Regions from separate parts of the Sus scrofa genome. Here region 2 is linked to region 1. Evidence: chromatin contacts called from public HiChIP or PLAC-seq data. All regions are on one chromosome and are shown on one strand. The core of a region is the stretch at or near the end of the contact, and the rest is flanking DNA. Distances in the headings are between cores, read along the strand shown. Region 1 overlaps POC1B (POC1 centriolar protein homolog B). Region 2 has its middle 120 kb from the start of DUSP6.

What was found. HiChIP or PLAC-seq counts read pairs in DNA pulled down with a chosen protein or histone mark.
Region 2: a contact with region 1 is called in an H3K27ac HiChIP or PLAC-seq map of alveolar macrophages. The contact joins two enhancer-like sites. A contact is called at or near these places in 1 of 47 Hi-C or Micro-C datasets (skeletal muscle) and 1 of 2 datasets of contacts at active chromatin or transcription factors (alveolar macrophages).

The regions. Positions count from the first base shown.
Region 1 is chr5:93,204,636-93,209,216 of Sscrofa11.1, forward strand. All of the region lies in intron 10 of POC1B (POC1 centriolar protein homolog B), which reads left to right. Among named protein-coding and RNA genes, the nearest start is that of GALNT4, 74 kb to the left of the region's middle. Within about 2 kb of position 2,841, at least 6 of the 83 cell types and tissues checked have an H3K27ac peak or open chromatin away from gene starts, as enhancers often do. A contact at or near this core is called in alveolar macrophages, where this site is marked.
Region 2 is chr5:93,424,279-93,428,783 of Sscrofa11.1, forward strand. No RefSeq gene overlaps it. Among named protein-coding and RNA genes, the nearest start is that of DUSP6, 120 kb to the left of the region's middle. Within about 2 kb of position 2,428, at least 16 of the 83 cell types and tissues checked have an H3K27ac peak or open chromatin away from gene starts, as enhancers often do. A contact at or near this core is called in alveolar macrophages, where this site is marked.

The DNA of each region.
Region 1 (4,581 bases), core at 1,591-4,090:
GTGGACAAAGGACTTAAATAGGCAATTTTCAGAAGAATGATCAATGTAGACATAAAATATGCTCCATTACCAGTAATCAAGGAAATGCACAATGAAATGAAAGCTATACCATTTCCCGCCTGTATTTTTGTTAAAATTTGAAATGTCTGACAACCAATTCTTGTTGAGTTTGTAGAAAAAGGGGAGACTTCCCTCTGCCTGTTGCAGAGTAAGTCGATTCCACCACTTGGGACACTATCTGGTTGAATTCTGCCTGAACGTTTATACTCGCCGCCTGTGTTCGGGAGGCACAGGAGGGCTCACTGTGGAGCAGTAACGATAGCGAGGCCACCTCTGGCCCATCAGTGGAGTACTATTTGGCATTGAAAATTGGTGAAGTAGACTTGCCCGAAACACCGTGGACAAATCCAACAATGTCGATTAACAGAAAATACTAACGAGGTCTGATATGCTACTATTTTACATGAAGTTTGAATACACGCAAAAACCAAACTGCTGTTTAGGGGTGTCTACCTATGTGATGAAAGTAAAGGGACGTAGACTGAGATGACAGACACTGCAGTCGAGGTGGCGGTATCCTCTGAGAGGGAGAGGCAGAGAGAGATCCTAAAAGGACCTACTTTATTTCTTAAGGTGGGGGAGAGAGTTACCTTATTATCCTTTCTGTCTTTTCATTGACAGAGCATCATTGGAGCTTAAAAAGTCAGTTGTTATTTGATAAAAAGAGACGTACAGATTCATTCAGAAATGTTAGCATCACGGGAAGCGTGCATTTCCTTTTCATGCCTGTACCAATGTCGCTTGATGGCCGTGGTACATGCAAAGAAGGGGAGGCTTTCTGGACGGTGGACAGATGGCCCTTCCGAGACGCAAAGTGGGTGAAAGTAAACCAAGTGTGGTTTTCCAAGTCAAACTTTTTCAAGGATGTAATCCTTACTTGAATGTAAACTATCTTTTAAAAACATCATTGTACCATATAAGCTGTTACCTGCCTCAGAATTTAGATTCACACACACACACACACGTGCTGATTTTTTGAACACAGTGAAGTATCACTATATATAATGGTTTATTTCTGCTCTCGTCAATTCAGCATGCTGCATAAATTGTTCTTGATGAGTTCTCTACAAAGGAGATAGTAGGAATGCGTCCCTTACTCTGTAGCCTTTTGTGAATCTAGCACAGCAGGATTCACAAAAGATGCAATGGCTACTTGTCCTCTTTTTGGAATTTACAGAAGGTTTTATTGGTCGTTATCTTTTTCTAGAGTGCTAAGAATAATGGAAATAGCATCTTTTAGTTTTATAGTAACTCAGAAGAGAGAGTTCATTCTAGTTTACTGAGTATTATGGTCTGTACTTAGGTTTATCCAGGGCAGCGCCTGATTCTCGACTCAGCAAAGGGCCTTAGGAGACAAATCTTCCTTTAAGGGATTCGTAGTTTATGTTTGCCTAATTGTATAAGATGTGAAACATGGAAGGAGGTTGTTGTACAGATTTGATGTGTGCTAGCTGTATCCTACCTATTCATGGCTTCAAAATTAATAAGCTTCTCTAGAGATGAGAATAAATATTAAAGGCCAAGACAGATTTGTGGCCTCAGCTGTCTTTTTCAAGGGCGCTGAATTAATCATTCAGATATTCTAGTTGATAGTTGAATGGGGAGGGGTTGTTTTTTTAAGACATCTGACAAAAATGAAATTTCCAACTTGGTTTGAAGAAGAAAAAATCAAAGCCTGAGTAAAACCTTATCCCCAAAGCCTCTTTTTCTCCCTTTGAGACAAAGATGTATGATTTTCCCCAAGGGATAAACAAAAGCCTTTCTCAGCTCAACAGATTTAGTCTGGGAGACACAAATTCCACTTGACATTCTCTGATTTTATCCTAGAAATATTTTTAAATCCATCAGACCTGATCAGGTAGGAGGGTTTCTGTGTACAAGGACGCACGCTACACTGTGCCGAAACAGGGTAGAAGAGACGCGGTTTTCTTCTCCAGGACCAACGGCCTTTACGTCCTCAAGTTTTAGAAATGGAGAACGAACCCTGTGTTGTGGACCTGTGACAACCCCATGTGGGTGACTCCATGGCTCTTTTCGCTCTTTTTCTGATGAATCCATCCAGTCCTTGGTTAACACTGTCTTTGATCTCAAGGAATGAACCAAAGACAGGGCAGCGCCCTGAGTCACTTCCAAAAGACAGCCTTCCTCTCTCGGTCAGGCTTCTCAGATGAACTCAGAGACTGTCTGAATCTTTTGTGTTAATGGTCAGCTCAGTGTAAAGCCTCCCACTCACTGGCCACCACTTCCTCTAGTACTCCAGTTCCGACCACTCATCACCCCGGGAGGGCCTCCAGTCCCACGAGCCTCCGCCTTTTCACTGCCCACCTTCTGTGTCCATGTGCCTCTCCTTTATTGGGCTTGGATTCTACAGTCCATCACCCGAGCAATGCCCTTGCCCCTCCTCTCTGCATTGAGCTCACCCCCAAAACTTCAGCCTGGTTAAATCTATTTTTCTGCCTACTCGCTACCCACAACCATGCAACTGAATTTGACTAGACAGCCGTGCTGACTGATCCGCCCCTAGTTTATTTCTGTAACTCCAAGGGTCACACGGTGCTGCCCAGTGGCCCATTCGCCACGTAGTTATCTCCTCCCTGTCCTGTGACCTCGCTGCTCTCTTGCTGCTTCATCTTTTCCACCGGCCCACATTGGTGATGTGTTTCCCATCTTTAAAAAGGAAAGCCTTTATTTGATCCTTCATTCCTTTCCAGCTCCTGTCTCATTGTTCTGCTTCCCTTTATAGCAGAACTCCTCAAACAAAAGGCATTTACTGTCTTCATTTCTTCGCTTTCCACTCTTCTGAGTTCGCTCCCATTAAGCTTTTGCCCCACCACTCCCCTCCAGGCAGGGTCCCAGTGATTCATCCAGACCAGCCTTCCTACAGGATGTGGTCTTGGTGATCACTCTGTCCTCCTAGAAGCTCTTTCCTTAATTGGCTTCTGGTCCAGCATCCCTCCTACCTCCTGGGTCACTAGTCACCTCTCCTGCTCCTTCTCTTCCTGCCTTCTAAAGGCTTTGCAACCGTTCTCTTTGGCTCCGCCTTCAATGATTATAGACCCATGGTTGCAAATAGTTATATGCCAAACCCCCCAGCTATAAGGGAACAGAAACTTCTGTACTTGGTACCCTTCCACACCTTGCCTTATGTACCTCTTCCCCTGGCAGTTCATCTGTATCCTTTATAAAAACTGGTAATTTATATAATTCTGTTAATTCCCAAATTTATATCCCTTGCCCCAACCTGGATTTACACAGAAATCTAGAATTGTATATTTCCACCTGTATTTATGATTTTTCTCCTTGGAAGTCTAATAGGCATCTCAAACTTAACATGCCCTAAGTTTACTCTCTACCCATTCCCCTCCCCCCCAAAAAAATACATCATCAATGAAGCTAAATCATGATGTAACATTTTACCCAGCTTTATTTTTCTTCATAACTTTTGTTACTACCTGACCTCACATCACAAATCTATATATTTTCCTTCTTCATTCATTGGAATATAATCTCATGTCAACACAGTCTCTTTTGGGTTTTTTTTTTTGGGTTTTTTGTTTGTTTGTTTTTCTCTTTAGGGCCTTACTCATGGCACATGGAGGTTCCTAGGCTAGGGGTCTAATGGAAGCTACAGCTGCCAGCCACAGCAACTCCAGATCTGAGCTGCATCTACAACCTACACCTCAGCTCATTGCAATGCCGGATCCTTAACCCACTGAGCGAGGCCTGCAACCTCATGGTTCTTAGTCAGATTCATTTCTGCTGCGCCATGATGGAAACTCCCAACAGGGTCTCTTTTGTATATTCATTTCTCATATGAGGCAGAGTAATGGTTCACAAAGATGTCCATTGCCTCATCCCCAGAATATGTGAATACGTTTCCTTATGTGGCAGAAGGGGTTTAGCAAATGGGATGAAGTTAAGGATTTTGAAATGGGGAGATGATCCTAGATTTGTGGTCCAGTGCAATCACAAAAGGTCCTTACAGGGGAAGGAGGGAGGCATGGGAGTTAGAGAAGAAGGTATGACAGGGGGAGAAGAGGTTGGAGTGCTACAGCCTTGAGCCATGCAGGTAGGCAGCCTTGAGGAGCTGAAAAAGGAAAGGACAGATTCACCCCTAGAGCCTCCAAAGGAACACAGCTCTGCTGACACTTTGATTTTAACGCTGTAAAATCTTTGTGGACCTTCAGAACCTTAAGGTGATAGGTTTGTGTTGTTGGATTCAGTTTGCTAATATTTTGTGAGAATTTTGCATCTATATTCATCAAAGAAATTAGTCTGTAATTTTCCTTTTTCGCAGTCTTTGTGGTTTGGTATCAGGGTGATGGGGACTCCATAAACTGTACTTTGGAATGTTCTCTCTTCTTTAATCTTTTGGAAGAGTTTGAAAAGGATCAATATAAGTTTTTGTATGTTTGAATTCACTGTGAAGCCATCTGGTCCTGGATTTTTTTCAACTCTATTTTTCTCCCTATTGTATATGTTCAGAGCGAAAGTGAAGTCCTTATAACCTGTAGCAGTAAG
Region 2 (4,505 bases), core at 1,178-3,677, 220 kb after region 1:
ATGTATACATTCTTTTTCCTCACGTTATCATGCTCCATCATAAGTGACTAGACATAGTTCCCAGTGCAACACAGCAGGATCTCATTGCTAATCCATTCCAAAAGCAAGAGTCTGCATCTGTGAACCCCAAGCTCCCAATCCATCCCACTCCCTCCCTCTTCCCCTTGGCAATGATAGGTCATGTGGGTTTTGCTTAAAAGGGTCCAAGTCTGACTTTGGTTCTGTATCTGCAATATGGCTCTCCACCTCTACCCAGCAGAGTCATCTCACTCTCAGTTGTTAAGCCTAATGCTTCATTCCCTGGCCAGAGAATCTGATTTGCTCAGCTAAATTATGGATGCTTTCTCCTCAGGGAGGCTGTTTACACATCAGTTTAGGTGGTGGGTGTCATTTGGTGCAAACAGGGTGGATTCTTTGAAAATGAGCAGCCAGCCAAGATTGGGATCTTAAGGACAGCATTCTCTCCTAGCATCTTTGTCCTTGTTCTTATTTGCTTCGAAAGGCTCCCCCGATAGATTGTGACCATAAGTGACCCAGGAGTTCTGGGCTTTGGTGGTTTTCATTATTTTGTGCCTGTACTTAATTAAAAATGCTGCTTCTCTCTAAATGCCTTATTTTTCCAGTCTGCTTTAATTCTAGGGTGGGAATCAAGTACTATGGACTGAATGACTGTTGTCTCCAAATGTGATGGTTTTAGAAGGTAGGATATTTGCAAGGCAAATAGGTTTAGATGAGATTATGAGGGTGGAATCCCATGATAAAACAAGTGCCCTCATAAGAAGGGACACGAGGGAGCTCACGTCCTTCCTCTCTCTGTGCACACATGCCAGCGAAAGTCTGTGTGAGCACACAACCAGGAAGTGACCATCTACAAAGATGGGTCCTCACTATGAACCAATCCTGCTGGCACCTTGATCTTAGACTTCCCAGCCTCCAGAACTGGGAGAAGATAAATGCCTGCTGTTTAGGCCATTCAGTTTGCGGTGTTCTGTCATAGCATAGCCCAAGGTGACTAAGCCACCAAACAAGAATACTTTTGCTTCCATTTTATAGACAAAGCCCTCAGTAGTTAAATAGATGGGTCAGGCCACTCAGCCAGAGCCAGGATTCAAAGTCTAGCCTCGCTGGCCCCCAAACCATTGCCCTTCCACCACAGTTCTCTGCTTTATGCTGTCTCACATATGTTAAAAAAAAAAAAAAAGAAAAAGAAAACCCAACCCCATGTGTGAAGAGTAAGTTTCAGATATTTTCACCATCAAGTCAGAGTGTTTAATTCAGTTGTGAGGGAACCTCACAAAACTTAGTTCATGATGGAGTTCCTGTTGTGGCGCAGTGGTTAATGAATCCGACTAGGAACCATGAGGTTGCGGGTTCAGTCCCTGCCCTTGCTCAGTGGGTTAACGATCTGGCGTTGCCGTGAGCTGTGGTGTAGGTTGCAGACGCGGCTCGGATCTTGCGTTGCTGTGGCTCTGGCGTAGGCTGGCGGCTACAGCTCCAATTTGACCCCTAGCCTGGGAACCTCCATATGCCGCGGGAGCGGCCCAAGAAATAGCAACAACAGCAACAACAACAACAAAGACAAAAAAAGACCAAAAAAAAAAAAAACTTAGTTCATGTTTATAAGTTAGTCAGGAAATTTTCCTTCTCTTTTAGTTTTTTCCCCCACCAGCAGAGCTTCTAATAAATGCAGTCATTTCAGTCTTTGATATCATAATTATGAAGTTCAAAAGTAAAGTTTATTTTAATTTTGTTTGACCTTGAAATGTATCTTGGATTCAAGCTTTATCAGAGGGAATATACATAAAGCTGTTTGCAAGTGGGCTGTTCTCCAAGTCTGGTCTTTTTTTTTTTTTTTTTTTTCCTTCAAGCTATTGGGTAACCAGTGGCCTTTTAGAATTTCCCCCAATTAACATATAATTAGATACGGTACTCTAGATTTATGGCTTCCTAACTTTGGAGAGGCAACAGAACAAGAGCTCCCAAGTGGGAGTCTGGAGACCAACATTTCAGCTTGGGCTCTGCTTCTTAATAACTCTGTGACCTTGAGGAAATCCTGTCTGCCCACCGAGCCTCAATTTCCTAACCCATGAAAGGGACTGATCAGGCCTCAATACCTCACAGGAATGTTGTGAAGATAAAATAATGTATGGGAGAGCACTTTGTAAACTGAAAGGTAATGGAGAACTGTAAGTCGATATTATTATTTATTTTATGAGCCAGAAGAAATCAAAGCTCTGGTTTCATTGCCAGGAGGATTTTCCTCACAGATCTAATTCTTAAAGCTTGGCTTTGCTGAGTTAATGAGTACTTTCCAAATAAAGATCCCTTTTACTGCTTTGATTTTTGTGAACTTCCCTTTACTCTGATTCAAAGTCACATGGGAAGGTGCTCTTGTAAAGCCATTGTTTAATTTAGACTTTTCATACTGCGTGTATGTCCGGCTATTCTCTGGTTTCAGTCTCCAAGGAGCCTCTGAGGGCAGGCCCTGCTTCTTTCCCTTACATATAGTTTGGCAGCAAATGAGATGTTTTCAATAGAGATGAAAAAACTTGCAGTATGCAACCTGTCACCTCAAGGAAGAAGCACATCCTGTTCTAAAGAAGTTGCCTCAGAGCCGGCCTGGGGACTATGCTGGTGTTTTTACCTATGACTCAGGCAGTAGCCTGAGAAGATGTTTTAAGGAGAGAGCTGTTACATGATATTGTTGTAAGAATGCGAGAAGCCACCATACAGAGCTCTTTATTTGGGTAACTTAGACGTCTAGTCAGGACTCAGTTCTGTCCAGTGTGCCTGAAACTTTTCAGGCAAATACACAGGGAAAATGCAAAGTTGATTTTTAAAAGATCATTAGGTGTAAGCAGATATGCTTTAATTTTAATCTCCTGTGTGCAGGAATTAAGGCAATGAGTAGTTGACTTATTCTTTCTAAAGTCGCTTGTGTGGTTCAGTTGGAGCCAATTACTTCAAGTTTTTGTATTAAAGTTCACCTGCTAATTGTGTTCTAATCTTGTTCTTCCTAAGTTTTTGGCACTCAGGCATTGGAACCTGGGGATGGAACATGAGGGCATTTTAAAGAAATGAAGGGGGTTTTATAACCACAATTCCACTGTCATGGTTTGAGGCACTATAAAAGGTGGAAGGGTTGAACGCAGTCTCTTCATATCTGCTGTCTCTTGCCTTTTGTGTTGTATTTTGACCGAACTCTGAGATAATAGTTTTGGTAGCAGAGAGTTTGTTTCTCTCCATCTAGGGACCTTGGCAGAGTCCCACAGTACCAGGGCAATAGGCACAGTGCTCAAAGTGTCCCATCAACGGCGATTTTCTCCTCTCTTCTCCCTCTTAATCCATTGCCTGGGGTTGAATTTGCTGTGTCAAGCCATAGGATAGACAAATTGTCCACAGGGATAACATGGTTGTCAGCCACTTCCTAAAACCCACATCTGAGTGGTAGTAAATGCAGGCCTGAGACTCTAATATAACTCATGGTTCTATTTTCTGTCTCTCAAACAGTGACTTTCTTTATGAGTTATAGACAAAAGTGAAAATTAGCCATAATCAAATACGAAATTTGGGATCCCGAGGCCAACAAATCTTAGTGTTCCCATATTAAAGAGAAGCAGGATTTTGTTTTTTCTTATCCTAAGTCCCAGTTTTCACTAGCACCACACTATTTTTTTTTTTTTTTTAATAATCAGAGGCCTGGATGATGGGAAAAGTTCTGTAATATGCATGCTATTGCCCTACAATCAAACTTTTAATGTGGTCAGTTCTTTGCAAGCTCCATTGTAAGACTCTCCGGGATTCCCCAGGTGCCATCTGACATGAGTGCATGAACAGGTACAGCCAGGAATGATCACCTTATCTGTCACTTAGACATATTCGGAGACCAAATGACCTAATACCAGACTTGTTGCAGCTTCACTGGCCTCCCCCTTGCTGTGCCTTAAACACTCCAGAAAGTTCTCCCCACCACCTGACACTCTTTGTCTGCCTTCCCTATTTAGTTTTCTACTACATATGTACCACCAACTAACCCTCCCTGTATTTTACTTGCTTATAGCATTGACTGGTCGTCTCCCCCTGCTAGAAGGTAAGCACTAGTGGGACAAGGACTTCTTTTTTGTCTGTTTTATTCAGAGCTGTATCCCTAGTGCCTCGAACAGACCCTGGTACATAGAAGCCCTCCACAAATATTTGTTCAGTTAGTTCAGGATAACTTAACAAATGGAAGCCATTCTTAGTGAATGGATAGGATCTCTTTGTACGAGTACAGGTACATGATGATTCATTCATTCAACAACTGTTGGTTAAACACAAAGAGAGCCAGCACTACCCTTGTTAAGGGTGGAGCCAGAAACAGAACAGACATGGCCCTGTCCTCCGGGACTTCATTGTCCTAGTGCTCTAAGCATTACACCCAGTGGGTATTTCTAATTGTGGAAAAGTCAAAGACTTCTTTTCATAATAACTTAAGTGGGAACTTTAATTGAAATTTTCAGAACCTC